Regions from separate parts of the Mus musculus genome. Here regions 2, 3, 4, 5 and 6 are each linked to region 1. The links are chromatin contacts, called in public HiChIP or PLAC-seq and promoter capture Hi-C maps. All regions are on one chromosome and are shown on one strand. The core of a region is the stretch at or near the end of the contact, and the rest is flanking DNA. Distances in the headings are between cores, read along the strand shown.

Region 1 (4,759 bases), core at 624-3,123:
AGGAGCCGCCATCTATAAAATTTCACCAACAGAGGGCGCTCCGAGCCCATCAAACGCCGGGGACCGAAGATATTTTGAGATGCACATCAGATCTCAGGGCTCATCATTCTTCAGGACGAATCGTGCAGCTCCGCAATGGCTCTCCCTTCGACACCCCACCTTTCCCACTTCGGGCTTCACGGGCTCGTCCATTTCACCTGGCCACATGCTGCTTTGAGGCTGATAAGCCGCGCGTAGCTAATGGCGACGATATTTTCCGCGGCACCTAGGCAGAATACAGATGCGGCTGCAGTTGGGCTGCCTGGAGGCTACCAGTCCCCCTAAGGTCTTCGGCAGATATGATCGCGTTGAAATTGGAAGTAGGAACGTAATGGAAACTTCCACAGTGTTCTCAACATCTTCATTTTGACCTTCTCGCCTCGCTTTAGAGGCTATGAAATATCCGGGGTGCACCAGCTGCAGAGGGCGCTGGGCGGGGATGGCGATGCCCGGGAGGCGCCGAAGGTTCACACAGGAAGACAGGAGGGGGGGGCGTTGCCCCGGGTTCTAGCACCCCAATTGTTGTATTCTGCCCCCTCCTTTCTCTTGCATATGTTGAAGGAAGACAGCGACTAGGGAAGCCCGAAATGTCCTCCTGCCCCCGCCTAGCCCCAGGCCAGGTCTTTCCGGGGTACCCAGATGCCATTACACCACACGTGATCTCCGCGCCCGGCTGGTCCCGCAGGAGGCGTCTCGTGGGGTGTTAATTAAAGGTCACAACAAAATAGACCTGCCGGCTCACCAGAAGAAATGTCCTCCCGGGAAATGAAAAATGACACCCCGGAGCAGCCACGTGTGGAGCCCGGCGTACGCCGGCTTCCTGCGCTCCTGGGCGCTGCGCCGGGCGGGGGACGGGAATCAGACAGCGGGCGACAGCTGGGTGCTCTGGAGATCCCACAGGTCCGGGTGCTGGCAGGCAACCGTGCAAAGGGGCAAGGGGACGATCCCAGTCCCCGAGGTCGATCAGCTCGCGCCACACCCCCTCTCCAGGCCCGCGCAGTCCTTCCGCGCGCGTTCGGCGCGACCAATCCCTCAGTTTCCCCAGCCTGGCAGCTACAGGCTGGGTCTCGGGCTCACCTGTGCAGGTCTCGGGAGGTTTTCCCTTCATTAACAGGGGCTTGGGCCCGTGGGCGGGCGCGGGAAGGGGGGCTCAAGGCTCCCGGTGCTCAAATCGGGGTCCAGGGGAGGAGGGTCCCCTGGCCCGCTGGGGCTAGGAGGGCGAATCAAGACAAGGTTTGCCAGGCAGGTCTGGGAGAACAAAGGGCGGGGGGGTTGGTCCCGGCCTGTTTGCGGACTTGTTTGTGACTCAATCCGTTTGCACGGCTTTTCAAAGGCAGACCTGCACGCCTTGCCAGGAAGAGACCAGCTCTCGGGGAGGGGGGCGGGGAGGCCTGGGTGCTGCGTTTCAGCGCAGCTCGGCCGACTCCGAGCTACAGGCTCGCGCGCTGGATAGCACCGGAGCCCGGGGCTGTGGGCCCCTCGCCAGCAACTTCCCCGCCCGGAGCCAGATTTACGACCCCACCCCCGCCCCGGCTGCGCCTGGCGATGCCAGGCCCAAGCGCCGCGCCGTAAATGGATCGCGGCAGGCGAGGCGGCGGCGGCGGCCCGGCGGGCTCCGAGGCGGCGGGGCTGAGGTTCCCTAGGCTCCGCGCTGCTCCCGGACGGACACACGCGTCCTGACCGCGGGCTGCTCTCCGGCCGCGTACAGCCGCCCTCTCCTTGCCCTGCGCGCAACTGTCAGGAGAAAACGGGACGGCGCATATTGGCTCGGCGACACGCCGTGGCTCCTCCCCGAGTCTGGATCCTTATATTTTGGGAGAATTTCTTTGAACTCAGTTAGCGAGCTCGGGGAAGGAGGCAAGTTCCCACCGCCGGCTCGGCTCGGCGAGGGCTCGCCCACCTTCCCTGCAGCCTCCCTGCGTCCTCGCCGCCGTCCTCCTCCGTTTCGGCCCCGCTAGAGGAGAACGCGCGCTGGCCGGGTGGAGGAAAATGCTAGCGATCTGGATGTGACCGCGAAGAGAGGACGCGTGGCTGGAGGAGGCAGAGAGATGAGAAGACCCATTATTTGAGAACCACCAGCCGTTCCAACCTTTCCTGCAAATTGGTGCTATTACTTCTGGGGTCCATTTGCTTTCATTCTTCCCAACCCCCCATTAAGAAATCTTGACTTGAGGACCAACCCCTACCACGAGGGGGGACGCGTCTGGGTTGGCAGACCTTTTGGATGTAGCCTTGTGGGAACATTTAGACCCTTTCCTCTGGAAGAGCCACCATGAATTCGGTAGCCGGAAATAAAGAGAGGCTTGCGGTCTCCACCAGGGGCAAGAAATACGGGGTAAGTTGTGGCGGTGTCCACGAGGAGATGCGTTTCCAGGGACTCATCTGAGTGGGTGTCCTCTGCTTCCCGGGAGCCGGCGGCGGATGCAGGGTCCCCAGCTCTCGGGTGCACCGGCGTCCCCACGGCCGGCGGGGTCGTGCGTGCATGGAGGCGGGTCTGCAGCTCGCCTGGCTACGGGAATGTCTTCAGCCCTTGGTTCCTCCCTTTCCTCACACCCTTAACTTTTGCAGTATTTCGGGACTTGCAGACAGAGTTAAGCCGAGGGGGAGCATTTCCCAGGAATTCCTCTGCTCTTCCCTCGGATCGCTGCCCTGGAGCGGGGAGCCCGTTTGCTTTACCTGCAGGACCTGGGGTGGGGGCTGTTCCCCGAATGAGTAAACATCCAGAAGTCACAGTCACCCACCCTGCGATAGGGTGTTCTAGGACTGTGTACCTAGGCCCTTGCTGGGGTGGGTACCGGGTTTGAAAGAGTAGGGCGCTGGATTTCTGGGTGTTCTCGCAGAAGCTGCAGGATATCCACACCCCGCAAGCTCTTGTGCTGACCCCAGGAGGAATGGAGGGGGACCTGCGTGCGGGTCACTCTGGCGAGGGTGGGTGGGACAGGACTTCCTTAAGGATTGGTCACTTGAAGGATGGAGATAGATGGAGGGCAGGTTTGCATCAGTGCGGGCAGGACGGCGACCCCCCCCCCCCACCAGCCCTCCGCCGCACGGGGGACTGATGGCTCTACAGGGCCTGACGCCGCGCGTCTCTCCGGCAGGTGAACGAAATGTGCTCGCCCACCAAGCCCTCAGCGCCCTGCTCTCCTGAGAGCTGGTACCGCAAGGCTTACGAGGAGTCGCGCGCCGGCAGCCGGCCCACCCCGGAGGGAGCAGGCTCTGCGCTGGGCTCATCGGGCACCCCGTCCCCGGGCTCGGGCACCTCGTCCCCGAGCTCCTTCACCGGCTCTCCGGGACCTGCATCTCCGGGCATTGGTACCAGCTCGCCCGGCTCTCTGGGCGGCTCACCCGGCTTCGGCACCGGCTCCCCTGGCTCGGGCAGCGGCGGCGGCTCCTCCCCCGGCTCCGACCGCGGCGTCTGGTGCGAGAACTGTAACGCCCGCTTGGTGGAGCTGAAGAGGCAGGCTCTCAAGCTGCTGCTGCCGGGACCCCTCCCGGGAAAGGTGAGCTACTGCGGGGTGCTCTGCGGGAAGATGCGCCCCACCTTAGGATGCTGCCTCGAGGCGCCCGGGTGTAAGGCCCCTAGCTGAGCACCCGGCTTCGCGGCGCCAGGGGATGCCCCCAGTGGGTTAGCCATACAGGTTCTCCCTACCCTGTCTGCAGCAGCATGCCAAAGGGGGCACTAACAGCCAGCTGCTGCGAGTTCCAGGTTCCAATGGCTTATTTGTGGCTCTACCTTCCCTGCATCACAGAAACATATTTTCCAAAGCCAGCATTTCTCTCTTAACACTCCATGTGTCTAAGTGAGGAAGATTAAGAGGTGGCCCGCTGTAAGAGCTGAGCTACATCCTGACCTGCTCCTGGGCTTATTTAATAAGCACATTGGTTCCTCCATAGCAACCCCGTCTGCGTGGTTTGACCGGCCTGGAGCCCCCAGAGCGGAACACAATGCAGTTGTATTTGCACAGTTGGGTCCAAGTACTATCACATGATAATATTTACTCATCCACTTCAAAGAGTTTTTATCAGTGGTTCGAGAAAAACATCAAGAAAACCGCATTACTGGGGGGGAGGTTGCTGACACTGCTCAATGACATTTTCTGGTTTATTTTTTTGTGACTTTTGAAATGAAATATTGTGATTCCGAATAGCAGGGCTTAGGAGTAGCCACATCTGCTTGCCTCTTCTGCTTATCCATGCACACACATGGATGTTTTGTATACCAGGCTTCAATTACACAGACAGCCATAGACTGCTGTAAAATTTAAAACGGGAAAAGTCGCTCCCGGGAGAATTGGTTTTATAAATCTAGAACTTAATCTCGAGAATAATTAACTCTGGGTTATTGTCAATTTGGCATTTTTGTCGTTCCTTCATTAATCTTCCAGGACACCGCAAGAGTAAATCTCAGGGCCAGGATCCTCTCTCAGCCTTACACTGTCTTGATTTAACACCTTTCCCCAAACACAGACCTAGTTTCTTTTTTTCCATTAATATTACTTGATTTCCCACCCCGTTCAAAGTACAGCCCCTGAGACGGCAGGTCCTCTTGGACGCTATCCTTCTCTGAGGAGAGCTTATCTTCTGATGAATCCACAGTCCATCATGTATCCTCGTCTGTGTCAAGTGTTGCAAAGAAGGGACTGTGGAATGGGGTGAGAGAGGCTTGATGGATACACATTTGAGAGATCCTGATGCTTGAGATGTGACAGTGGCTGATATT
Region 2 (4,759 bases), core at 1,326-3,825, 670 kb after region 1:
AAGATAACTCAGTTCAATTTATCCCAGGTACAAACAGTCATTCAAACTGGACTACTGAAAGGCAGGGCTTGTATTCTCCAGCATCACAATTATAAATGGGTTAATTTTAAAAAGTTGACTGTGGATGTCCTAAAATGTTGAATTTTAACAACTGAGAGGCTTTAAGTATCTATCTATCATTTATGGATTTATTTTAATTATGTATGTGTATGTCTATGGGTTTGTGCATGTGAATGCAGTTTCTGCAGAGGCCAGGGGAGGGCATCAGATCTCCTGGAGATAAAGGCAGCTGTGAGTCTCCCAGTGGTGATAGAGAACTGAACTCAGCAAGCACAGCATACTCTCAACCACTGAGCCATCTCTCCAGCTCAGAAGAGCCATTTACAATTACCTTCTCAACAACCTGGACATAAACACCCAAAAACTGTCTTTTCATGTTTTACATCATTTTTCAAAAGTCATGCTTTACGAATGACATTGTATTCGCTCATTTAGTGTGGGTGTGCCTCGGTAGAGATCAGAGGACAACTTTGGGGACTTGGTTCTTTCCTTCCTTTGTGGGTCCTAAGGATCGGACTCAGGTCATCCTCAGCCTTGGCAGCAAGCGCTCTGACCTAATGAACTGCAGCGATATCCCCTCTGCAAATCATTTTCTACCCAACAGTGCAGCGGTAAATCTTGTGAGAGCTTGCCCTAAACTTCCAGTGCTTCTAAATAGACACAGACTGGAATAAGTGAATTTTCACAACCAAGAGGACTGCACGACATAAAAACCTCAGACCTGTCGGAGCTCAACTCCAAATTTACACACAAACATCCCTGAGCACCCGACAGACCTAACTTTAAAATCTTCACTGTCTGATGCCCTCTGTCATCTGTCCCACCAAGAGTACTTAACTCGCTGTAGGTATTTGTGCTCATTCATTAGCACCCTCGGAGAGGGCGGGGCACAACAGCATCTTCTTGAGGCACTGAGGCATGGCTTCCTGGGTCAGTAAGAAATAAATCTCTCCATATAACTGCCTGCTGGTTTATGTGCTGCTGTCTCCTGCTGGGGAAATGTTAAAATATTTAAGGTTTACTATCTGGTGTGATTGTGGCTTTATAATTAAAGTCTGGGATGGGAGGAGAGAGTGCAGGAGGATTCAGTAATTTATTTCAGCATGAATAGGCTTTCAACTAGTAAACTCTTAGACTCTGTAAAAGTTCTGCTGCATTAGGAGCTGGTGTAGACATTTACAGAGTCACTTTATATGAAGACAGTACAGTTTAGCTAGGAGTTGGAAAAGGAAGAGTGTCTTGTAGATGTCACGGAGATCCTAATTACCCCGGTGATAAAAGAAAAGGAACCCTGTTTTACTGCTAAAATGCAACAAATTCTAACGCAGTGGCGTACCTGCCTCTGCGCAGACCCACCCGTCTGATTTCATTCCTAATTAGAAGACTATTTGGGGCTGGAACTATCTGATTGGCAAGTGAGCGGGGCTTCTACTCATATTCACATTCCCTCTCCCAAACTCCCCTTAAACCCAATTTCTGGACTAGAAGATAAAAAGTTGACTTGTTGAGAGTGGAGTGTGTAAAGTGTGCCAGCTGGGGAAGCCATCTGGGTTTCATCACCTCCGGAGTCAAAGTTTGGAGCTTCCAACTCTGGTCTGAGAGTAGTTCTGTAGACTTGCACCTCCTGGTACAAACTCCTCCATCACCCAGTGCCTCCTGCATCCTTCTGCCTCGGGCTTTAGCAAGCAGGCAGAGCTCAGCACCAAAGCCTAAGTGATCCAAGGTATTTGCATGACACACATAACTGCATAAACAGCTTATTTATATCGACTGTAATGTTTTATTTGAATGCAGAGCAGACACATAGCAACAAACTGAGGGGAGCCGGATATCGGGTGCTTACATCCGGTTTGTGGCACATTCCCAGAAGAGGTCCAGCTCAGTCTTTGTCACCAGACAGGAAAGCCACAAGCAATTAGCAAGGCCACACACCCAGAACCAACTGGCCTGTGAGACTGAGAAAGGGCAGGCTGGAGCAACCACATCTTTGAGCAAAAAGACCCTGTAGGAGTTCCCTAAGCATGAATCTGCGATTTACCACCCTCCGGCCACTGGAAACCTAAACCAACCCGGTATGCGTGATTGTTTAGGAGAGCAATTAAGCTAAACCTTTCTCAGTTAATTAAATGATTTTCATCTGGAGGTGTGGTTAGAGGAAGGAGTCTCCTGCACACTAGTATCTGAAAGAAGTGTTTAGTGTGGGGAAAAATGAGTTCCAGATGACTCTGTTTATGTCTTGTGTTTAAATTCAGACTATCAAGTCTAGACATTGGAAATTAAACTGTAGGTCAGCAAAAAAGAGAGCACCCAGGCAGTACAAAGCTGCCATTTACAGCTGCCCTTAGTGAAAGGGTACAAGGCAGCCTCCTCAATCGAAGGAAGGGCTAAAACTTCCTACAAAAGAAAATCCCAGTTATATAATCAGAAATAACAATGTAGGACTAAGTGCTTCAGCCTGAACCGCCTGATGACCTTTACCATGTTGGGAGGTGGAGCTGATGGGAAAGGAGCCAGCAGGGATGCAGGAAGTGCAAAGACACCAAAGTCAAGGTCAGTGTGCCATCATGCAGTCCTCAGCCAGCCCCCAGGCAGTACATGGTGGGCAGTATGTGCCTGAAGGCAGGGATGGCGATGTGCTGCACAGCATGTTACTCTTATACCAATAAGAACCACAGTCGGGGAGCCGGGCGTGGTAGCACACGCCTTTAATCCCAGCACTCGGGAGGCAGAGGCAGGTGGATTTCTGAGTTCGAGACCAGCTTGGTCTACAGAGTGAGTTCCAGGACAGCCAGGGCTATAAAGAGAAACCCTGTCTCAAAAAACCAAAAAAAAAAAAAAAAAAAAAAAAAAGAATCACAGTAGGGAGATGGCTGAAGCTCAAAGACAGAGCTCATCATTCACACACCAGGCCCTGGCTTCCATCCCCAGAACCAGAAATAATGATAATGGTGGTGGTGGTGGTGGTGATGGTGATAAGGAAGGGAGGGAAGGAGGGACGGACAGACAGACAGACAGAAAGAGCAAAGAAACAAACTGAGAGTTTACCAACTATGACTTTTCATGGTAAGGAAAGACTCTTGCCACACACCTTCAGTTTGTCCTTAATATTTAACTCATTTATGTAAGACAAAACATCTGATACTTCTGTTAATTCAACAAACACACACACACACACACACACACACACAGCAGGCCTGCCTGCAGATGTTAGTCTGCTAACCCCAAATGCATTGGTTTTTGCCAATGAATCACTGCTAAGCAGAGAAGGCCAACATCAGAAATTAAGTATAGATAAGTGCCTAAAAAGAATATTACTTACGTATTTATATAATACTTATAAGACCAAATTAAGGAATGCAATACCAAATTGGGGGGAGGGGGTGGGGATCTAGTGTAAAAGGAAAAAGGTTATTTTATTTAGTTGGAGTTCTAGGGAGTAAACCTAAGGTCTCAGCTTGTTAGGCATGCTCTCTACCACACTGGGCTATCCCCCACCAAACCTACTCCCGTGCCAGCCTCAGCCCCAGCCCAATACTGGGCTATCTCCCAAGCCCACCACTGAGCTATCCGCCCCCTCAAATTCCACAGTCCAACACTGGGCTACCCCACTCCACAAGGCTCTCCAAGGTATCTATAGCCAAGCCCTCTGTGGTCTCCTCTGTTCAAGAATTCAAAGAGAGAGAATTGTGTTTAAATTCTCCCCAAAGGAGAGGCAGCCCTGTCTCACTACCCCATCTACAAGGTGAGGCTGAAGTGCCCTGGGGATCAAATGAGGCAGAGAGTGATTTTACTCCTCACAGAATGCTCAGGTGAGCAGGTCCCAGCACTGAAGATAGTCACACCCTCTATATCCTCACTGTGTGTTGCCTCCATAGGGGAAAGAAGTGAATCTCCAAGGCCCTTCCCGTTTTCTTCATGCCCACCATGGATGGATGTGAAAGCTAAGTCAGACTTCTGAGGGAACATCCCCTTCCTACCTGCCTTTAAGGCTGAGGGGCATGAGGACCAAAGAGATGCAAGCAGCACCAGCCACTGGGAGGGAGCTGGTGACTTCTAACCCATGGCACTCATGGGTCTTCTTCCTACGCCTGCCTTGCCTATGGTAAAGCTGAGCTCATAACAGATCTCTAACTTCTGTCTGCAGGTGAGACAAGATGATGGAGGTGACTTTACTTCTCAGAGATAGAGAAGAGCCAGCATTGTCTAATACCGGTCAAGTCCAACTAGACCTCTGTCGGTGGTTGGCCAGAAATACATCCGGACATGTCTGGAGCAATCTTTAAGAGGCTTTCTAAACTTATCCATTTCAAACTAATAGGCTTTTAGTCATTAGTGCTTGGCACACCCTGTATTCATTCCCATAGTGATGTCTAAAAAATGACATCCAAAAAAAACTTGGAAAAGCTATAAGCTAATGTGATACCAGAAGACCATGCCCCCGATGGCATCCCTTGCTGGAAGCACCCAGGGATCCAGGATCCTCCCTCCTCCCTCCTGGAGGATCTCCTCCCCAGGAAGTAAAGGCAGGGACTCCAGCAGTAGGATAATAGGAAAGGGGAGGGCAGCACGGGGGGGGGGGGGGGGGGGGGGGGAAAGAAGAGTTGTGTTTGAATTAACACAAGCAGAGTCCTCATTAGTGACAAGTCTGACGTGGAAGTATGTTAACAGCATGTACCTTTTATTGCTTTTGAATCTGCAG
Region 3 (4,759 bases), core at 1,359-3,858, 640 kb after region 1:
GGAAGCTATAAGCTATGGTCCATCCAAACCAGGGACTACTCCTTAGCAACAAACAGAATAGACTGAACCAATGCAAGAGCTGGCATAAACCTCCACAGAATTTTGCTAAAGGTGAAAGTCCATGCTAAACTATTACATGCTTTGTTTTCTTTTATTTATAGGCCATTCTAGAAAAGACAAAGGGGTGGGGGGTGAAGTGTTTTCCATAGTTTGGAATGGATCCGGAGTTTTCAAAACTAAGGAGAGAGTGGTGTGGTGGGAAACTGGGCGCCGCTGTATGAGAGCCACATGAGAGACCCCCCGGAGATGGACATGCTCCATCAATGCCAAGGTTCTGACTGTGGTACTACATCACAGTCTTGCACAACGTTGCCACCAGGACTAGAGATGTAGCCGAGGAGCAGAGTGTGTAGAGAGCATGTGTGAGGCTCTGCTTAGCATGTGTGACAGCCTGTATTTCATCCCTAGAGTGACATTTAAAAACCAAGACAAAGACGTGACCTTTTTAGAAAAGCAGATGAAAGGTCCAGAGTGTTTCCTCCATTATATCTCATAACCACATGGGAGTCTGTGTGGCCCTCAAAAGAACCATATTCCCACTCACGGAAATTAAAACTACACATCTCAGAAGATCACGGCAGTGATTAAGCGATACATGAAACTGAATGATATTTAAGCAGGTATTAAATATATGGAAAACTGCCTCTCACAGTCAGTCTGTGGCAGTAACAGAATAGCAGGCACTCGTCAAGACCTCCCCTTTAAGAAGGTGTGAACAGCCTGGCTGTGTTCCCACGGAGCTTTACTGTTGGACCAAATGGGACTCTAGCTTCACAAGAAGGACTTGATCATAGAAGTCCTTGATGCCTGGGGCTTTTCTGGAAATCTAGACTTAGAAAGAGAATCAAACCATACTTCCCATGACAGAGCCGTGTAATTTGGGTCCCACCAGTGTTCCTCATCAAATGTGTGTAGGTGGCTGAGGGGACGGCCCATAAGGCAAGAGCACTTGGGCACAGGCATGGAAATCAGAGTTTGGGTTCCTGGCACCTTGGATGTGGCCACGGGCATAGCTTTAACTTTAGTATTGTTGGGAGCAGAGACTGAGGAATTTTTGAAGCTTATTGGCTGCCAGTCGAGCTTCAAGTTCAGTGAGAAACACTGTCTCAAAAGATTAAGGCAAGGACTCCCTTCTCTGTTCTCTGTACACACAGAGACATGCATAACAACCTATCTCTCTCTCTCTCTCTCTCTCTCTCTCTCTCTCTCCTCCCCCCTTCCATTCCCCCCAACATAAATACACGATGAATCATGTAATAGCTAGCTTCAAGAATAAATCTTGAACCTCTCTGACTACCAGGTCACTGTCCAGTATACATAATTGACAGATGGTCCTGTTTAAGCTCATCAATTCTGCAGTAGGATACAAAAGTCCTCACTCTGATGTTAACAGGGTAAATATACTTTTGTTTTAGTGACCCAGATCTGGCCATGTTGATGCCATGTTGATCTCTTCTATACCTTTGCTTCTGAGGAGCATACACTTTCAGAAGGGCCTCCTCCTCAGAAGCCTGACAGCCACATCTCCCTGTCAGCTGCTACTCCTGACCTGAGGTAAATGGAAAGGAAAAGGGTCCTGACCACTCAGCACAGGTCCCAGATTGCCTCCTGGTGCACTCACTAAATGAGCCTTTTGCCGACTCCTGCAGCAGGACAGGTTGTTGCTTCCTGAGGTGAGCTACTGAAAGACAGATGCATGTGAGTCACATTAATTGGAACCTCTTGTCACAGGACAACAGTGTTTCCATTTCTCTGCGGGAGCCTGTTTGCTGCTGTTCATGGGATCTGGCATGTGTGGGGACCTCAACTATGGCTGCCTATCCCCCCACCCCCCATCTACTTTCTTTGCCTACTTTCCTACTGCAAGCAATTTTAATTGAAAATTGTGTGCAACATCCACATTCAGTTTCTTCCACTTCTGGCAAATCTTGCCCAGAAGAGGAAAGAAAGACAGAGGAGACAGATTTGAGGAGTGCACATTTGTTCCTGTACTTTGCTCTTCAGATTGTCCAAATGTTTGCTTATTGATGATATACAACTTGCTCTATATAAAAATAAATATTCAAGAGACAGCATGAACAGCTAAGGGGAGTGTGCATTGTAAGCAGAGACAAGCATTCTGCTCCATCAGGCCCCTAGGTACGCACAACTGTGTTAGCTGGGCCTGCAGTGGAACTGTATCTACGAATACGCAGCATTACTGGTTTCCAGAAGGTTGGGGAACACAGAGATTCAAGAGGCAGGATGGAGATGAACATGGGGTTGGGGGGGCGGGGGCATGGGCAGATGGGTCACAGCTTGCACGTTGAAGCCACCTGGGCCATCGCACTATGCTGGCTCTGCAAACAGCCTTGCCGATTTCTTTCGAGAAAGCATTATCCAAGAAGCATCTCAATTAGAGGTTTCAGTGTAAAGCTACACAAGGCTGGATACAAACGGGGGCCAGGTTTCCTTTACTTCTCAAATAAGAATGAAAAGGATGAGCCAGGCATGGCTGCGCACACTTTTGATCCCAGCACTCGAGGGGTAGAGATCTCTGAGTTCCAGGGCAGCCTGGTCTACCAAGCAAGTTCCAGGAGAGCTGGGGCCACAGTGAGAAACCTGGCCACAGGAAACAAAGCAAAAAAAGAAAGGAAAAGGGGAAAGAAGGAAAAAAAAAAGAAGGAGAAAAAAAGGAGGATCGTTTTTTAGTGGTTTCTATATCCAGAGACAATATTACTTTTCTTGTGGTTTTTTTTACATCCTGCATTGACAAGAAAACACACTTAGGTGTTCTTCCCTTTCCTTTTACACAAGTAACCATGGTAATGTGGCACATGTGAATGTCTGCACTCTTATCAAAGCAGCTTAGTGTCAACTTTGCACAGTGTCATACAGTTCCCAGAAGCGGTTACGACAGCTTGAGTACTGATGGACTTTCAGATACTATCTCAGCGCTTTTCCTATTGCAAAGTAAGGTGTGGTTGATACCACATACATCTGCCACATTGTGTATTTGATAAATGACTATAGGAAATATTCATCTATGCATAACTGCTGAGTCAAAGAGCATTTACATCTGCAGCTGGAGAAATAATCTTTCTCTCTCTGTTTCTGTCATGTCTCTGGGTTTTGTTTGTTTGTTTGTTTTGTTTGTCTGTCTGTCTGTTTTGGTTTTTCGAGACAGGGTTTCTCTGTGTAGCCCTGGCTGTCCTGGAACTTACTTTGTAGACCAGACTGGCCTCAAACTCAGAGATCCGCCTGTGTCTGCCTCCCGAGTGCTGGGATTAAAGGCTTGCGCCACCAGCCCAGTTTTTTTTTGTTTGTTTTTGTTTGTTTGTTTGTTTTTCTGTCGTGTCTGTGTGTGTGTCTGTCTGTCTGTCTGTCTATCTGTCTGTCTCCCCCCCCCCCAATTTACCTTTTCTGAATAATACTTGTTTCTCTGGCACAGTTTACTACCAAGCCTTTTGTCCTTTACCGAGCCCACCAGTAAAACTTCAGAATTCAGTAGAGCTTTGTTCTTCTGTACATTTGTTATAAATGGACTTCCAGATCCTGTTGCCTGGTTCCTTGGAGGCTGACCCTCAGGACAACATAACATGGCTTCTGTGTCTGGGAGCTCCGGTATGTGGCCTCGGGTATTTCTTGCCCACTCAGATTGTTTCCATTTCTACTGTTCAAGTGGCTCCATGGCTCCGAGATCACAGGTCCTATCCTCCCCTGTCTCAGCTCCCACTAGTCCAGCGCCTGATCCTCTACTTGGGTTTCAGACCCAAAAACTGTAGCGGGCTCCTGCTCTGTTGGTTTCTGGTGATCACACTAGTCTGTCTTCGACCTTCGTGCACAGCTCTAGATTTGAATCATTTGGGGGAAATGTGAGCTGTGTTTTTGTCTGACAGAGACAACATACCCTCCCGCAGTCTACTTTTCTACTGGGCTATTTTCCGTTACATTTTCAGCTCACAGAGGGAAGAGGTCAACACTCGAAGGCTCGAAGACTGTGATGTCCCAGAAGGCTGTGATGTCACGGGGCTTATTACGCAATCTTTTTTTAGAATTATTTCAATATACTGAAATTTGTCTACTATCTATAGCTTTTGGTTTTATAACACATTTAGAAAGAGAACAAAGAGTCTGCAAAAGCACAATAAATTCAAGGGAGGGAAAATACACCTGGAACTGAATCCACTCTCCCAGGATGCTCAGCGGGACACTACCCAGCCTCCTAGGACTGAGTGGAACTTTCCTGTCAGGTGAAGTCTTTCATGGAAAGAGGACAATGCATAAGATAAAGCAAGTGCCTGGCTGAAGCAGAAGTTCCTATCCCTACGAAACCAAGGATCCCCTACACCTCAAAAGACAACTCCCTACATGAGTACACACGAGTACAAGGGACCTTAAAAGTTAATAAGACATTTGACATTGACATTGACAAATCATATCCAGGTCTGAACTCCTAGAATGTTCGATAATTCTATCCCCCTTTCCCGGCAGCTTGCCACCACCAGCAGCTGGAGGGCTCCTGCAGCTCTCACCAAGGGATGTGCAGGGTTTTCACTCCAGACCTAAATATGCTGCCTGCGGGGTTTTGCTCCAGAATATCAAGGCTCTTAGCTTAAGTTTGTGATTGTCTTCACAAGCTAAAACGCAAATACCTTTGTGAATATTGTACTAGGTAGAAATAGATGAAAAGTAAAATATTATCAATATCTATTATTTA
Region 4 (4,759 bases), core at 986-3,485, 580 kb after region 1:
AAGAGGGCCATCTCTCAGCTTACGAAACACAGTACTGGGTCACACATCTACCCCAGCATTTGGCACACCAAGCTGAGATCTCAATATTTGCTCTGTAGGGAATACACGCTGGGCACATTTAACCTCCGTGACACGTGCGCTGGCACATGCTTATAAACTCAGTTTCTTGGGAGGCTAAAGCAGAATGGTGATCTTGGAGACAAGCAAAGCAAGGGTGAGGCCCATCTTGGTGATCAGCAAGATCTGATACAAAAATTTAAAATATCTGAAAGGAATCGGGGGTATTGCTCAGTGTTAGAAAGAATGCTTTCTTAGAATGTATGAGGCCCTGGGTTCAAGCCTCAGTGGACAGAACAAATTGTCACTGCCTTCTTTCCTTCCCCCCTTTCATTTTATTCCCCTACCTTCCTAGACTAAATACCCACTCAGCAACCTACACAGGCAAGATTCTCAGCTGCTGTTTAAGAAAAATATCCCATGCCAACTGCATAGTGCCCAATAGACTAGATCCAGGTCACCAGAGTGGCTAAGACAGTCGGAGAAAGCTCAGTAAGAAGGGGCACTAAGGGAGAGAGCCCGGAGGCTGGCGTCGTAAGCAATGGAAAATGCCGTAAACACTCAGACAGATGACTTTGACCTTCTAACCGTCAAGGTCACGACATCCAAAGTCACCAGAAATGACAATAAAAAAAGTAAAAAGAGCAGGGGCACCAGGTTCTGCCCCAGCCAGTAAGTGAAATTTCCCATCTTCACCTTGACTAAAAAAGATGCACAAGTCTCTGAACTGTGCCCTGTTCCCCACGTCACAGAAAGTGGAAAGGTCAAGTATGATGCCGATGACTGTTTTCCACAGGAAGGGCCGAGCAGGTGCAAGAGTGATCTGAAGAGGAGAGCAGAGACACCCTTGGGCATGTCAGGTCCCTACTTGTCCTGGGCATGCTCCTTGGGACTTGTTCACCCCGAGCCCATGCCAGTGACCCACTGTTCACTGGAGCAAAGGGCTCCCTAAAACTGAAGCACACTGTTTGAGAGTAGAACATCTGTCATGTCTGCCACTAACACCATGATGCCGGTCACATTCGGATTTCTCCTGGCCACCAGGAGGTGCCACTCAGGATTTCCACAAACCCAAGGCAAAGAACTCAACACTTTCCTAAGGTGGCTGACGTGCTGCCATACGCTGGCTGAGAAAACTCAATTCTGTAGGACTCCTAGGGAGAGGACCAGGTGAGGGAAGGTTTGGGGCTTAGGACCATTTGCAACAGGGATTTGCTTATTCATTTATTAAAGGCCCATGATACGCCTAGAGCAATTATAGGCACTAAGGAGGAGAGAAGATTTTCCTCCTTTACCATTTTGCTTTATTCCATTCTCCAAGTAGGCTCAGTAAGATTGGGAAGCGTGTTACATTTCTCTCTGATTTTGACAGGTTTTAGCCTTCCTCAGCCAAAGATGATTTTCTAGCTATTGGTCATATTTCCTTGTCAGTGACTCTGTCATAATACAAACAGCAATAATTTGGGAAGACAGTCTAATCTGTCGGATCAATTTAGAAACACAAGAGTCTACAGCTCTTCAATGACCCTGGGACGTACTCGGCCTACGTTCGCTCAGACCATCCACATGCTGGGTTGCTGGGGGCTATGAAGGCCAGCTGGGAGGCATGGAGGGGGGGGTATGGGAGGAGAGGGGGCTGGGAGGATGGATGGGTCCATGTGGGAATGGCCACAGATACCGAAGCTAACTAACTCAGCTGCCATTCCTAAATTAGTGCCACGGGGAGAAAGATATTCCCTCCTGGAGAGGGCAGGGAAGATTAATCAGCCACAAAAGAACAAGTAGCTGAAGGAAGAAAGAGAAAATGAGGTCGACACTTGTTTTGTGAGCATTGGTGTCTGTGGCCATTCCCACACGGACCCATCCATCCTCGCAGCCCACTTGCCTCTCCCCTCCCCTCCAACAAACCCTACCTACCGCTTTCTCTCGTTTCACAGATGCCTTCCGCCACCCGCTACGACACATTTAAAATCATGGGGGAATAAGGCTTTTCACGTGGGGACAAGTATGCTCGATTGCTCACGTGCCTGCATTTATAAACCAATTCATTTTGAATAGGAAAGGCTCAGAAATAAAAGGCCGGCATTGAGCAGAAAGCTATAGACCAGAGGTATTGTGAGGATTAATTGAGAAGACAGAAAGAGGCCTTGGAATGAGTCCCGACACCCAGGGACCAAAGCAAACGGCAGCAGCTTGTACAATAGCCCATTAATTAGAAGACATCCTTAGCTAGAACGGCACAATATGCTAAGTTCGCTGAGAAAAATCATTAACAACTGAACTCTTCCAGGCCACCAGTTGTCAAACAGATTCCAACGCACAAAATCCTCTGTTAGTGCTGGGCAGTACCACTAGAGAGGCCTCTAGGCTTCTGGAGGAAACTAAGTAGAAATGTATACAGCTATGTCTGTCACTACAGCCACTTGAGGTCAAGTTTCTAACCATCTCTCTCTCCCCTGGAGTCACTCACTAAAAGGCTGGGCAGTTTTGGCCCCCTCCTTGGACCTCTGCTCCACCAAAGTTAAATAAATAAATAAATAAATAAATAAATAAATAAATAAATAAAGCAAGCAAGCAAGCAAGCAAGCAAGCAAGCAAGCAAGCAAGCAAGCAAAAAAAAAAAAGCAAAAACTAGTGCCTGGCCATTATGGAACAGACTAACATAAGTCACTCAAATCCCAAACCTGTATAAAATTACAGCGCTTCTGCCAAGCCAGAGGGACTTGCCAAATGTGGCTGCACTCCAGAGTAACTCAATGCTCTGCAGCTCCAGGCATCCGCCTTCCATAGTGAGTTAAGCGGTGCCATTTCCTTTGGAGCTGAATTTAAACGAGTTATCTTAAAGTCCAAGTTTGCGTTGCTTTTCTACCCATTGCATAGCTAAGTAATCAAGTGAGGCATTTGGGGGGCGGGGGTTCGAATGGGCAGAGGTTCAGAGGACGGATTTCACGGTCATTCATCATTAGCCTGACAAATGGAAGAGCCAGGTAAAGACCTTTCTGGAATTAGGTGGCTATTTGTTACAGAGTGTGCTGGCCATCAAAGTCACACAGCTGGAGAAGGAAATACAAAAACATTTTCTGAAACCTGGGTGGTGCTCCTCTGCAGAACGCTTACCTAGCACGTGTGTGAGATCTCAGACTTAAACACAGCCACAGAAAAGGGTATTCACAAAAACTTTATAGAAACAGAGACACACAGCAGTAGATAGGGTCACATCATTTCTACTTCCTCCCGGTGATCTGGGGGTAATTAAAACACCAGGCAGTCCTTGGCGCCCAGGGACCAGCTGCACTTGCTGGTTGTACAGACCTGAGTGCCTTATCTAGCCAATGCTCAGGTTCCTGTGCTGCAGGCATTAAAAATATATATATATATTTGACAAGTATTTACAATTCCTAGCTCCTAAGCCTGCATGTGCTGCCTGTGGTCTGACCTTTGCAATTCCCTCTTTCCCTTTGTTCTCTCCTATTTAGTTACTCTCAGTGTTGCCTCCAATGAGAAGTCCAAGCTTCCTATGTAAACCAGCCACCCGACTGTTCAGCGTCACCGAGAAAAGAGCAAAGCTTTCCGTGACTTGAGCTAAATTCACTTAGTTATTTTTAACGAAAAACATCTCGAATGATCCTCTTTCCCTCCAGCTTTGTTTTGCAACGCACGCTCTCCTGATTTTCCTCTCACATCTGGACAAAACAGAACATACAGAAAGAATTAGGCTTGATAATTACAGCAAACATAGGTGAATTTACAGACTCGAGGCTTCTAACCTCTCGGCAGTCAAAGGCAACGTGAAAAGGGCAAAGGTCCAGAATCAATACTGCTTCTGAGAAAAAGGTACCAATGACAGGAAAAGACGTGTGGGGTCACAAAAATAAAACAGAAGTAAGTAGGACTTTGTATAACCTGTATTTTAATATGGCTAGAGGTGGGAGATCATTGGAAACCCCATTTGAGGGGAAAAATAAGCCAAAGCATTATCAATAGAAGGCAAGTCTAAAAAAGGAGAATGTGAAGACCAATGGGGACGTGAGCAAAGAGAGAAAGAGAAGCAGGCATGAAGAGAAGGATCAAGGGAAGAAATGAGACCAGAAGCCATAAGGATACCTGTCAATGTACATCTGTGCTGATGCAAAGAGAAAAGATGGACAAGAACAGGAAATTACATAATAATACAGTGACGGATGGAGCTGCCAGACGATAGTGCAGCTCACTGTCATCGTAACTGCAGTAAACAGGAAAGCTGGCTGTCAGAAGCAAACAAAGGCGGAGCCTGCCAATGAGCAAACGCTGAGAGCTTTGACTGAAGGGTCCCATTATCACTAACGGTCTAACTGAATGAACTTCAGGAGACCGTGATGGAGGCCACCCATATCTCTTGTTAATGGCTGGTGAAAGGCATATTTCCTCAACCCCAGCACTGCTTATATTCTGAGCAAATGAAGCATTGGCAGCAACATGCACTGAGAGGGTTTTATGGAGCTTTTATCTAAGCAGAAGGCAAAGGTAGAAGTCAACAGTGAGGAATACTGAAGTGTGTCGAGCAAATCCTATTTACAAGGCACAGCAGAATTCCAAAACATCTCTAATCATTCTTACTGAAATTTTACAAAGTTTCTAAATGTGTTTTTGTGTGCATGGTGTGCACCCCCCACCCCTTGTGCGTAGTGTGGTATGGGTTGGGTGGACAGTATGGGTATGTGAT
Region 5 (4,759 bases), core at 888-3,387, 530 kb after region 1:
GGCCCTTTCTGCACTCCACCAGGGTGTTAATGACTGCCCTGTGGATCAGCTTGACCATGGAGCCCTGGAAGCCACTCTTCACAGTTCCTATAGCAACACACTGTCAGTTAACAACATGTGGGCGCAACGGATGAACAAGGAGAGTGATGGTAACTTTTATGACCCATGGCTAAGAGTATTAGAAGAACAAAATCAATGACTTAATTTAACAACATTGAGAGTAACAACCAAGGAAACTGAATGTTGAGGGTTTTTTTTTTCTTCTACAATACTTTTGCCTTGACTCATTTCTGATATTATACCACTGTAACAATGTTGGAGAAGGATATGTTCCCACTGCAGTGTGGTATTTGCCACATACCCAGATACTGGCCACAATTTAAAACACAAAATCCCGCACTGGCTCAGGATCCATATTCTCAAACAACAGCAGCAAGGGCTAGCTGGGAAGTGGGGTCAGTGAACTTCCCTGGCTTCTACTTAAACATCATCCGAAGTCACTTCAAGTTCTCTTGCCCAAAGTTCCCCAGCCTCTTCTCCCTGGATGGATTAAGGTCACACACACCCCTGCTACAAAGATGGTAAACTGATACCCCAGAGTTGGTTTCTTGAATGTAAAAACAGATGATTCTACAAAAATCTTACAACCACAAAAAAAAAAAAAAAAAAAAAAAAAGATGCCAGTCAACACAGCTGGATTCAACTAGCCAGAGGCTTCCTCTGGTTTCAAAGTAGACACGGTGCCTTTCAGGGGCCAGTAGTCACCAGGAATGAGAGAGCCAAGTTTCCTCAATAGGGTAGGGTCCTGGCACAGGTGGCTGGACACATCCTTGGGAAGTGGCTGCTGGCAACATCCGATGAAGCATTAGAGGTACCAATCCGGGTTTACCTTGCAACAGGAAGCCACAGACAACTCTACTTGCTAGGTTTGCAAGCGCTTGATGTTGGAACTCTTGTGCTAGCTTAATTTCAGATGGTTCTCATTAAAATGGAGAAAGAGAAGGGCGATCTGCCTTCCTGTGTTTCCTGTTATCCGATCCCCACGTAAACTCTAATTAGATTGATCAGAGAGGAGGAGGAGGATAGGATCGGAACGGAATTAAGGAACACTTATAAACTTCCCTAGTGAGGCAACAATTCCAGTGTGTTAAAAGGAAGAAGGGGTACTCTGTTACTTTATATTAAAAAGAAAGTAGCATACGGTTCAAATAGCATGCCTGTCCTCTGGAGAGGGGCAGGGAGCCCTGAAATAAAACCCAGGATGGGAACAGTCTAATCTTCAGTGTCTTTGACTGCAGTACTTTGGTTCATGGATAACATACTGGGACTAATAGATTAGCTCACAGGCTCATTCAAGAACCTTTATGATTAACAGGAAACATCAACTGGAACCAATTTCCACTTCCTTTGGCAAAAATACCTGAAAGCAGTCCAGGTTTAACTTAGGGGGAGAAAACGGTTCTTTCATAACATGGGAAAAAAGGCTGAAACCAGAGCATTCACCATTGTATGAACCCCACGGCAGCCAATGGGCACAGTGGGCACGAAGGGGTGTGGAGGGAAAGGCAAGAATGCTTGCTACTTAAGACAGAATCAAACTGCTGTGTGCCCCGATCAGGCATTAGGGAGCAAAGGTGTGTCTGCTTTTCACTCTGGCACAAACCGGCTTTGTAGAAACTACACAGTTTTACAAGGCAATGTCCGTGCAACCCATCTCAGGTTCAAGGTTAAATTTCCAGTGACGGAGAAGTTCCAGGAGGAAGGGGACGTTCACGTCACAGCGAAGCTCCTGCAACCACCAAAGCCATTTACACTGGCAACACCCGCATCTACAAAAGTTGGGGCTTTCTGAGAGCTGAGCCACACCAGTGGAGCCTGCTGACGATCCGTTTTTACAGGCAGCATTCTGCAGGGAACAGGCATGATGGACCAACATGCAGAGGCAGTTAAACATTCTGGGAGGATATTTAAGGGAGCACCTCTTTGCATCTTCCCCATGCTGCAGAGTCAAGCGCCTGAGAACGCACAGTGGGGATCATACAAAGCGTGAGGCTACTGGCTTGGCTCGCAAAGGCACATTCAAACGAATTCTTTTCACATTTGTGGAGAAACTATCCAACGGATGGCTTGTGCGGCTGTAAATGCATGTGACTCAGGCCGAGTTCTGCCAGTCTCCTTTTGTAAACACCACGAGGTGGGAGGTTTGAGACTCTGGGAAAAATGCAAAGATTTTTACAGGAAAACTGTCCTAATGCAGGCAGCCATGAAGATAAAGTACACCCCGCCCCCTGCGTGCCCCAAATTTCAGGACAGGTTTTATTTTAATGGAGACTGAAACCACAGCTCTCTGCTCCTTAATCTTTTTTATGTCCCTTACTGGGAGCAGCTGCTTTCACTCACCTCTACATACAGACAGGAAATTGCTTCAAACTACAACAGAACAGATTTAAGGGGCAACATCCTGATGGTGAAGGTTAGGATGGGCTAGATGCAGGCGTTCCAAAGACATTTCAAAATAGGATGAGGGCTGGCTGTGTGCTAGAGCCCTCGCCAGGCCATTGGCTTGATCCCCAGCACTGAATTGATCACTGGACAATTTTAGGTCGCAGGCTCGAGGCATTGTGTGGCAGAAACCACGAAAGCAGCATCAAGGAGTTGGGACTCAGCTCCCAGCTCTGCTGTTGGCCAGTCAGTTGCAAGACTCAGAGCTAGACCCAGTGCCTCGGTGAAAACTCGATTATGGTTACCATGGAGATGGAAACTAATCGTTCCAGTCCATTGGTCACATAGGTGTCTGCGGTGCCTGAGGACAGTTCTTAGACTCAGAGAGTAGAGACTTTGAGCATGTGTGGTCCTGCAAATTGCAAGCCCCTTCCTTCCTTCTTTCTTCCCCTTCTTCCTTCTATTTTAAGCTGAGTTTTCTCCAGCACCACCCCAGCCAGAACAGAGAGAGTATGTGGCACAGAACAAAGACTGTACTCAACATGGCACCGCCTGTTGCCAAGCCCAGACTTGGACCAAGGGTATTTAATTTGTGTGCTTCCCCTGACATCCATGATTGTAACGGTCAGTAGGGGTGATAGCCAAAACCCAGGCAGCTTATGGCATTTGTTTATCTCCTAAGACAAGCACATCAGATTACTTAACCTGTAATCCCCAAACAAGTGGTGAGTTTGGCTGGGGCCCACACTTGCAATTTCAGATAACCAGTCAGTCCTGTGACACAAGTGTAGAGACACTTTTAAAGAAGGTCAGCGCTGGGGTAACCAAAGAAAATTATGTCATTAGGGAATCAGAAGCCACGCCTTAATATCTGTTAGTGCAACTTCTGGTAGCACACTAATCTATCTTTCTCTCTTTTATTTTTCAGAGCTTGGATGCACAAATCCACAAGAACTTCCTTATGCTTAATGAGGCCACATCGGACTCCTCTGACCTCGTGCCAAATGAACAAAAAGCTCAAGAAGACTATGTCACAGTTTGAGGGGTACAACATCAAAACTTTGCTTAAAAGTAGAGGAGGTCTATCTTGTCTTTCAATAAGTATGCAGACACATACTTCCGGAGTCTGGTGCTCCTGAGGGGTGCAGGGGTCACTGCAGAAGGCCATCACTCCCAGGCTATGGGGTTGACAGGGCCACCCCTTTTTCACCTTGGGAAGAGAGGAGGCCAGCATATGGCATGGCTCTTCTTCATCCTACCTCATAGCCACAAGTGACCCTGCTCTGAACCACCAAGACTCGGATGCTCTTCTTAGCAACTGTGCATCCCAGGGAAGTGAAGTGCTGTCTGGCTGCATGGCCCGTCTTTCCCCTGGCGCCCCACCAACAGAAAGCACATGTCTGCATTTTATATTCCCGTAAACTCCAGCCTGGCCCCGGGCCAGAGACCTCTTTGTAATGTCAAAGATAAAAGCTCTGGCTGTGTTTGGCACCCTGCCCCCACCTCCATTTCCTTGTAACCGTCTTATAAACTGAGCATGCATGACTGTTAACAGAGCTTTCCAGACAGAGGTCTGACGGTACTCCAAAAAAACGTCCCCAGAGGGTGAGTGGAGGTGTCCCTATGGCCTCACAGCCCCCAACGAGAAAGGCTGGAGAGGGGCAAGGGATCGCACACAGGACCTGCTGGGAACTGTGGGGAGATCTAGAAATACAGACTCAAATGCATTCTCTGAACATTTTAGCTCCCCAAAGAGGGTGTTCACTGAGCCAGGGTCCTGGGCATATTTCACTGGAACCCAGCATGCTGACAACATCAAATCTTTTTGGCTCCAAACAGTATAAGTATAAACTATATTGCTGTAATATAAGGTCCTCATCAAACTTTGGCTGTCCTAAAATGGCATTTGGGGTACACAAAATGCTGTGATTCTCTCTTCTCATCTCAGGGTCCCCAGTGCCAGGGGTACTGTGGTGTCACCTAAGGAAACTTGTAAGATCTTACTTTTTGCTTCTTTTTAATTATTTTCTTTTTGGGTTATACTCTTTGTATGTCCAAATTATATGGCCCTAGCCATTACCATTATACTATCCATTTAACATTCCAGATGACATTGAAAGTAAAAACTTAGTGTTAGTAAGTGTTCATAAACTGGAATGTATAAGGGTTTCTTTTTTGAAGTAAGCTAATATAAAAACCTCTTTCTCAGTGCAAGAACATGGGTTGGCAGGGCACTGAGAAAGCTCTCTATGTGAAGGCTTCCGTTACTCGTCACAAACAGGAGCTGGAATGTTATGTATCTGCTTGTCTTTGTATG
Region 6 (4,759 bases), core at 1,653-4,152, 510 kb after region 1:
TACAAGCTAAAAGGCTATTTTTTCTTTCAAGAATGACAGGTGACTTCTACTAGGCCCAAACTCATGATGACTTGAGTAGATGCAAAAGGACCAATCCTTGGGATGGGTAACTTTTACAAATAGGGAAGAGCCAGTGTTTGAGCTGCATATAGACCACCAAAAATATGGGCCAAATTCTAATCCTCCCATAATCCCTTATTTGCAGACCTCAAAATGAGACCGCATTTGGGGGTAGGATTTTTAAAGAGGTTATTGGGTTAAAATGAAGCCTTTGTGGTGGGCCTTAATCCAATCTGTGGCTTTATAAAAAGAGATTGAGACAGACAGAAAAACCTCTGGGGCACCCCTGTGCAGAGGGGTGCCATGTGGGGACACGATGAGAACGTGTTGTTGTGAAATAATTTACTAGGCTATATCAGACTGTAGCAGACTGATGTCAAACTGGCATGCAGGGCCAGCAATGCTAATAGCTGCAGACAACCCAGTCTATACCAGGACCAGCAATGCTATAGGGATGGTCTCAGCTGTAGACAGCCCAGTCTATACCAGGGTCAGCGATGCTATAGGGATGGTCTCAGCTGTAGACAGTCCTGTCTATGTCAGGCTTTAAGGCAACAGAAAAATGAATGAAATATTAAGATCTGTCAATGAATCACAGGAAAAAAAGCACTTGAGATCCGAGGAGAAAATTGTATCTTGTATCCCTCACTGGTCCGGCCATTTCCTTGGGCTCTCGGTTAACTGTTCTCTGGAGAAAACGCAGAAGTGATGGGCTAGTCACAAAAGGACAAGCAACATGGCAGGTGATGCCACAGCCATGTAATGTCAGCATCTCCTGGGTTACTGATACCTCCTGACTTGTAAACATGTCATGGCTGCCAGTCCCCAGCCATACTTTCCTTCTCCTCCTGCTGACCCTATTCTCCCTGACGAGAAAGGACAGATACCTGTCTAAGCTGGAATCGGCTCCTTTCATTGGCTTTTTCTCCCCGGCACCCCTCCTTTCTCCCAGCTCTCTATGGCATAGGACCATGGACATTTGCACCCAGGCCTCCAGTGTTCTTTCCATTGCTTCTTCTCTGCATTGCCCCCAGGTGACTCACACTGTGTCATTACCAGGGGCACAAAATACTATTGTGACCAAAATGAATATCAACAAATCTCACCATAGGCTTTGATTAAGGGGATGGAGAAGGCCATGATATATTTTGAAATAAATTTAGATCAAGGCAACTATATTACTACTACTACTTAAGGATGATGATGATACATGATCAGAGTCATCTTATTCATATTCCCTTGTGGACAAAGTGACCTTGTGGTGGGTAGGGTAAAATTTGGGGATGATAGCTACCCAAATTTAAAATGAGCATGACTTGAAATAGAGCAGGCAAGCAGTTGGGAGTTTGTACTGATATGCCATGAGGATCAGACCACATCAGCACACGAAGAGGAATCAAATGGTTTGATCTGAACCGTAGCATGGTTTGACACAGTGAACAGATTGGAAATCAAACTACGGCACGATTCTGGGATAGCACCATGTATATCTGTTGAGAGAATGAGGTATGTTTTGCCTCGGACATTTTGCCTCAGACATTTTGCCTTGTGGAAGACTTAATAAAAAAAAAAAAAAAAAAGGTCTGTAGTAAATTGCACCATAAAGTTAAGTGAGATCTATTGGGTAAAAATAAGTGAGTTGCAAAGCAGGGGGTTGAAAACAGTGGGCTCGACAAAGATGGGATCTGGACACACTGTCCTCCAAGGTCAGCAGTTGAAGCTTACCCAAGGTTACGGTGACAAAGTGCTCAGTCGAGGCTTGACCTCAATCCGGGCACGACAAATAGCACATTGACATTGTCAAATTATTCCTGCAGATGGTAATCCAGTCACAGATCAGTAACCCAGGCCTCCCTAACTGTCCGTGTCCTTGGCTAAACGGCAGCAAAGGCTGGCCTAGAGCAGCCACAGGCCACTGTGTAGGTGACTGACAGCACATGAAAGCCATCGCCACCTGCCATTCCCTTCCTGTTCCGAGGTTGACAGGGGCTCATGGGGCATCTCACCCATTGGTCTGTGCTCCCCATATCGCTGTCCTGAGCTAAAAGGGAAAGGGCAAAGTGTGTTCCTTGAGTCTCTTAACTGTGTGGGTTCTAGACTGCTCATCAAGTTGGCTCTACAGTCCCTCTGATGGCAAATGGCACGAGTCCTACTCAGTGGAAGTGGGCCAGGGCAGCGTGCTGCAGAGCAAGCCCTAGGGAGAAGAGAATGAAACAGGCTTGAAAACCTGTCTCTGTGTACGAGGACAAAACACACATTTACCGGGAGAACGTGATTGGCCAATGCCACGAAAACGTAATTGAAAGTTTCTCACACACGAGGGAATATGCTGTGGAGGACGTGGCCTCATCTATGCAGAAAGTTTCTGTTTGACGTGAGTGCTCGCTGGTTGAACTGCCAGCTAAGTGGGGCTGGGTCAGTGCTGTGCAGAAGTCTCTGCACATGTACAAAAGAGGATTAAAATGCAATCAGAACTTTGAGAGCTTACTGGTGGGGCAATCTAAAGGGCCATTTCCAGTTGGCCTTGGCAGGGTAGACTGGATGGCAAAGTGAAGGAAAAGATAAGGCAAGAATCTGCTTCAAAAGCCAGCCAGACAAGGATGGGGGACTGTGCTGCCACAGAGCCCTTGGAGAAAGGCAGAATTTCTCAGTCTGCAGCTCCTGGCCTGGGTCCATCCATTCACTGTGCTGCATGTGTTCTGGGCTCCCGAGGCCAGGCCCCAGCCTTCAGAGACTGCGCCAACCATCACAGACTGCTTGCCACGTCAACGCTCAGTGCGGCTCTGAGAGAGCGGCCTTATCTCTCTGTATTTGATTCATTCTTCCAGAAAACCCACAAGATTCCTCACCCCTAACAGACATTCCACTGCTCATGGGAAAGTCTCTGGTCTCAGCCCTCCAGGCAGCATCTTACACGTTAGATTAGAGCTGACTCACAGACAGCTCCAAAGCTGTTCACCACAAGGGAACAAAAGCAGCCAGCTGCCAAAGTCTGGAAACACCCATGGGTCTGGAGCCGCTTGGCTGGCTTGTGGGTCTCTGACACCTACCTGTTTACAGGGGCCTTGGCTATCTTCAGGTTCTTCTCAGCCCAGATCTGACTGCTGGCCTAGGGTCACACAGGATGGATATCTCTCTTGATAGTGACAGCCTGGATCCTAAACCTACTTCTATTCTTGACATGCAGATTGAGGTAATTTCCCCTCCCTGCTGTCTGTCACCCGAGGCTCCCCTCCAGGGAGGACAGGCAGTGCCCCACCTGCTTCACTTAGAACCACTCCCTGTACCTGTTGTCCCATGTCCCAGAGGTCTAGGTCTGGATTCTCCCCGTGCCTCACCCTCTTTGGCTAGGCCATGTATGTATCATCTGTAGAATGGGGAAGACTACACCCAGGAAAGGTGTCCTGCTCTGCAGACACGGCCCCCTTTATATCCCATGTAGCCACTGTCTTCATTGTGGTGACCTGCCCTGTGCTGGGCACTGAGTAACTCGGCTCTCAGATTATTCATCTGCCCTGCATCCTCACCGCTGGCTTGTTCTCAACCTCGATTTCTCTTCTTTGTCCAGGGAAAACTGTTGCTGTACTGCCCAGACCTTTAGCACTTGACTTCAGCCTCCCTTTCCTCTCGGAGCTCTTCCACATTACAAGACCACCTAGCACATACACACCTGGAGGAGCTGAGCATAGGCAGGAAAAAATAAGTCTCCATCAGCTATGGTGGCATATTCTTGTAGCCCAGGCTAGGAAAGAGGGCAGAGGGAGGAGAATCACAAGTTGGAGGCTAGCCTGGGCCATAAAGCTAGGTCCTGCCTTCAAACACATGCACATGTATACACATACACCATGCTATGTACATATGCACACATGTGTGCATGCACAACACATAATGTAATGAATCACTCGTAGTTCACCAATAGTTTCTTCTCTGATCCAATGACTCACTGGAGAAGAATAGCCTCCGATTCTCTTACCTGGTCACAAGATGGCTACAAGGGCCAACAGTGTGCACACAATCACTGACAAATGTGAATTCTGACAGAGGAGACCCACCACCACTGTTAGCCTAAGAGCATCAGATCTATCACCCTCACCTGCATAGTCGATCCAAAGAGAGGACTGAGCCATGTGCTCCTCTTTGGCCCCTCCCTGTTTGTCCTTACACTGCAAGCCACATACAGTATTATAATCACCCATTCTCACACAGCAACAGTATTTAACTCATTTCAGAACAAGCAGAGGTCAAGGATCCTGGAAACAGCTTTACCAGTGACTGTCGGATATGTGAAGAAACGGGAATGAATGAGAGAAGGTTTGGTTTTGTATGCTAACTGCTGGTAGGAATGCTTGATGGGACAGCAGTCTTATATCAGTCAGAACAGCGGCCATCCCATCCCAAGCCCACAGTGGAGGCAGCTGAGTCCCAGCCCTGCCCTGCCCTGCCCAGCACTCACCGGTACGGCTCCATGGTGCGCATGGCGTAGAACAACGCCTCCTCCAGCATCCCCAGGTTGATGCAGGCATCCATGGCACAGTCGAGCACCTTCAGCTGGTAGATGTTGATGTCGGGAAGCCGGTTGGAATTGCTGTTTATGATCGCCTGGCACAGCGCCAGAACCTGCTCCCACTCTGTTATTAACTTAGTTAAGGCCTCATTGTCTTCATCAAGAAAACACAGAAGTGAACAGAGCCGTCTAAAG

What was found. Promoter capture Hi-C pulls out the DNA fragments that hold promoters and counts their contacts. HiChIP or PLAC-seq counts read pairs in DNA pulled down with a chosen protein or histone mark.
Region 2: a promoter capture Hi-C map of embryonic stem cells shows a contact between it and region 1, with 7 times the contacts expected there. The contact joins the enhancer-like site here to the promoter of Kif26b in region 1. A contact is called at or near these places in 6 of 39 promoter capture datasets (the 3T3-L1 cell line, embryonic stem cells, frontonasal cranial neural crest and 1 more), 4 of 484 Hi-C or Micro-C datasets (bone marrow-derived macrophages, embryonic stem cells, nephron progenitors and 1 more), 16 of 115 datasets of contacts at active chromatin or transcription factors (craniofacial prominence, embryonic basal ganglia, embryonic forebrain and 10 more) and 3 of 9 other capture datasets (adipose tissue, embryonic stem cells and pancreatic islet).
Region 3: a contact with region 1 is called in an H3K27ac HiChIP or PLAC-seq map of regulatory T cell precursor, with 7 times the contacts expected there. The contact joins the enhancer-like site here to the promoter of Kif26b in region 1. A contact is called at or near these places in 11 of 39 promoter capture datasets (3T3-L1-derived adipocytes, the C10 cell line, HPC-7-derived erythroid cells and 7 more), 5 of 484 Hi-C or Micro-C datasets (bone marrow-derived macrophages, cerebellar granule neurons, cochlea and 2 more), 19 of 115 datasets of contacts at active chromatin or transcription factors (SST interneurons, VIP interneurons, craniofacial prominence and 13 more) and 1 of 9 other capture datasets (embryonic stem cells).
Region 4: an H3K4me3 HiChIP or PLAC-seq map of embryonic basal ganglia shows a contact between it and region 1, with 4 times the contacts expected there. The contact joins the enhancer-like site here to the promoter of Kif26b in region 1. A contact is called at or near these places in 8 of 39 promoter capture datasets (the 3T3-L1 cell line, the C10 cell line, HPC-7-derived erythroid cells and 4 more), 2 of 15 datasets of contacts at CTCF or cohesin (the NIH/3T3 cell line and large pre-B cells), 2 of 484 Hi-C or Micro-C datasets (bone marrow-derived macrophages and olfactory sensory neurons), 20 of 115 datasets of contacts at active chromatin or transcription factors (the NIH/3T3 cell line, SST interneurons, craniofacial prominence and 14 more) and 3 of 9 other capture datasets (adipose tissue, embryonic stem cells and pancreatic islet).
Region 5: an H3K4me3 HiChIP or PLAC-seq map of embryonic limb bud shows a contact between it and region 1, with 11 times the contacts expected there. The contact joins the enhancer-like site here to the promoter of Kif26b in region 1. A contact is called at or near these places in 12 of 39 promoter capture datasets (the 3T3-L1 cell line, 3T3-L1-derived adipocytes, the C10 cell line and 8 more), 2 of 15 datasets of contacts at CTCF or cohesin (the NIH/3T3 cell line and pro-B cells), 17 of 484 Hi-C or Micro-C datasets (the C2C12 cell line, the HL-1 cell line, adipose-derived mesenchymal stem cells and 10 more), 22 of 115 datasets of contacts at active chromatin or transcription factors (VIP interneurons, cardiomyocytes, craniofacial prominence and 14 more) and 2 of 9 other capture datasets (embryonic stem cells and liver).
Region 6: an HNF4G HiChIP or PLAC-seq map of pancreatic cancer cells shows a contact between it and region 1. The contact joins the enhancer-like site here to the promoter of Kif26b in region 1. A contact is called at or near these places in 8 of 39 promoter capture datasets (the 3T3-L1 cell line, 3T3-L1-derived adipocytes, cancer-associated fibroblasts and 4 more), 3 of 15 datasets of contacts at CTCF or cohesin (the NIH/3T3 cell line, pro-B cells and stem cell-derived epiblast-like cells), 12 of 484 Hi-C or Micro-C datasets (the C2C12 cell line, Sertoli cells, adipose-derived mesenchymal stem cells and 6 more), 23 of 115 datasets of contacts at active chromatin or transcription factors (the NIH/3T3 cell line, SST interneurons, acute myeloid leukemia and 14 more) and 3 of 9 other capture datasets (embryonic stem cells, liver and pancreatic islet).

Annotation. Positions count from the first base shown.
Region 1 is chr1:178,527,252-178,532,010 of GRCm38.p6, forward strand. It overlaps Kif26b (kinesin family member 26B), which reads left to right and starts at 1,874. Exons shown (of 15, transcript NM_001161665.1): 1 at 1,874-2,374; 2 at 3,138-3,539. The coding sequence starts at 2,312.
Region 2 is chr1:179,196,361-179,201,119 of GRCm38.p6, forward strand. All of the region lies in intron 5 of Smyd3 (SET and MYND domain containing 3), which reads right to left. Among named protein-coding and RNA genes, the nearest start is that of Gm31349, 130 kb to the right of the region's middle. Within about 2 kb of position 2,576, at least 47 of the 459 cell types and tissues checked have an H3K27ac peak or open chromatin away from gene starts, as enhancers often do. A contact at or near this core is called in craniofacial prominence, embryonic limb bud, embryonic stem cells and 2 more, where this site is marked.
Region 3 is chr1:179,166,988-179,171,746 of GRCm38.p6, forward strand. The region is part of intron 5 of Smyd3 (SET and MYND domain containing 3); the gene reads right to left. Among named protein-coding and RNA genes, the nearest start is that of Gm31349, 160 kb to the right of the region's middle. Within about 2 kb of position 2,609, at least 33 of the 459 cell types and tissues checked have an H3K27ac peak or open chromatin away from gene starts, as enhancers often do. A contact at or near this core is called in regulatory T cell precursor, where this site is marked.
Region 4 is chr1:179,104,621-179,109,379 of GRCm38.p6, forward strand. All of the region lies in intron 5 of Smyd3 (SET and MYND domain containing 3), which reads right to left. Among named protein-coding and RNA genes, the nearest start is that of Gm31349, 220 kb to the right of the region's middle. Within about 2 kb of position 2,236, at least 21 of the 459 cell types and tissues checked have an H3K27ac peak or open chromatin away from gene starts, as enhancers often do. A contact at or near this core is called in embryonic basal ganglia, where this site is marked.
Region 5 is chr1:179,058,069-179,062,827 of GRCm38.p6, forward strand. The region is part of intron 8 of Smyd3 (SET and MYND domain containing 3); the gene reads right to left. Among named protein-coding and RNA genes, the nearest start is that of Gm31349, 270 kb to the right of the region's middle. Within about 2 kb of position 2,138, at least 88 of the 459 cell types and tissues checked have an H3K27ac peak or open chromatin away from gene starts, as enhancers often do. A contact at or near this core is called in the C2C12 cell line, the NIH/3T3 cell line, VIP interneurons and 8 more, where this site is marked.
Region 6 is chr1:179,039,224-179,043,982 of GRCm38.p6, forward strand. It overlaps Smyd3 (SET and MYND domain containing 3), which reads right to left. Exons shown (of 12, transcript NM_027188.4): 10 at 4,514-4,688. Among named protein-coding and RNA genes, the nearest start is that of Gm46249, 270 kb to the left of the region's middle. Within about 2 kb of position 2,903, at least 134 of the 459 cell types and tissues checked have an H3K27ac peak or open chromatin away from gene starts, as enhancers often do. A contact at or near this core is called in the C2C12 cell line, the NIH/3T3 cell line, Sertoli cells and 8 more, where this site is marked.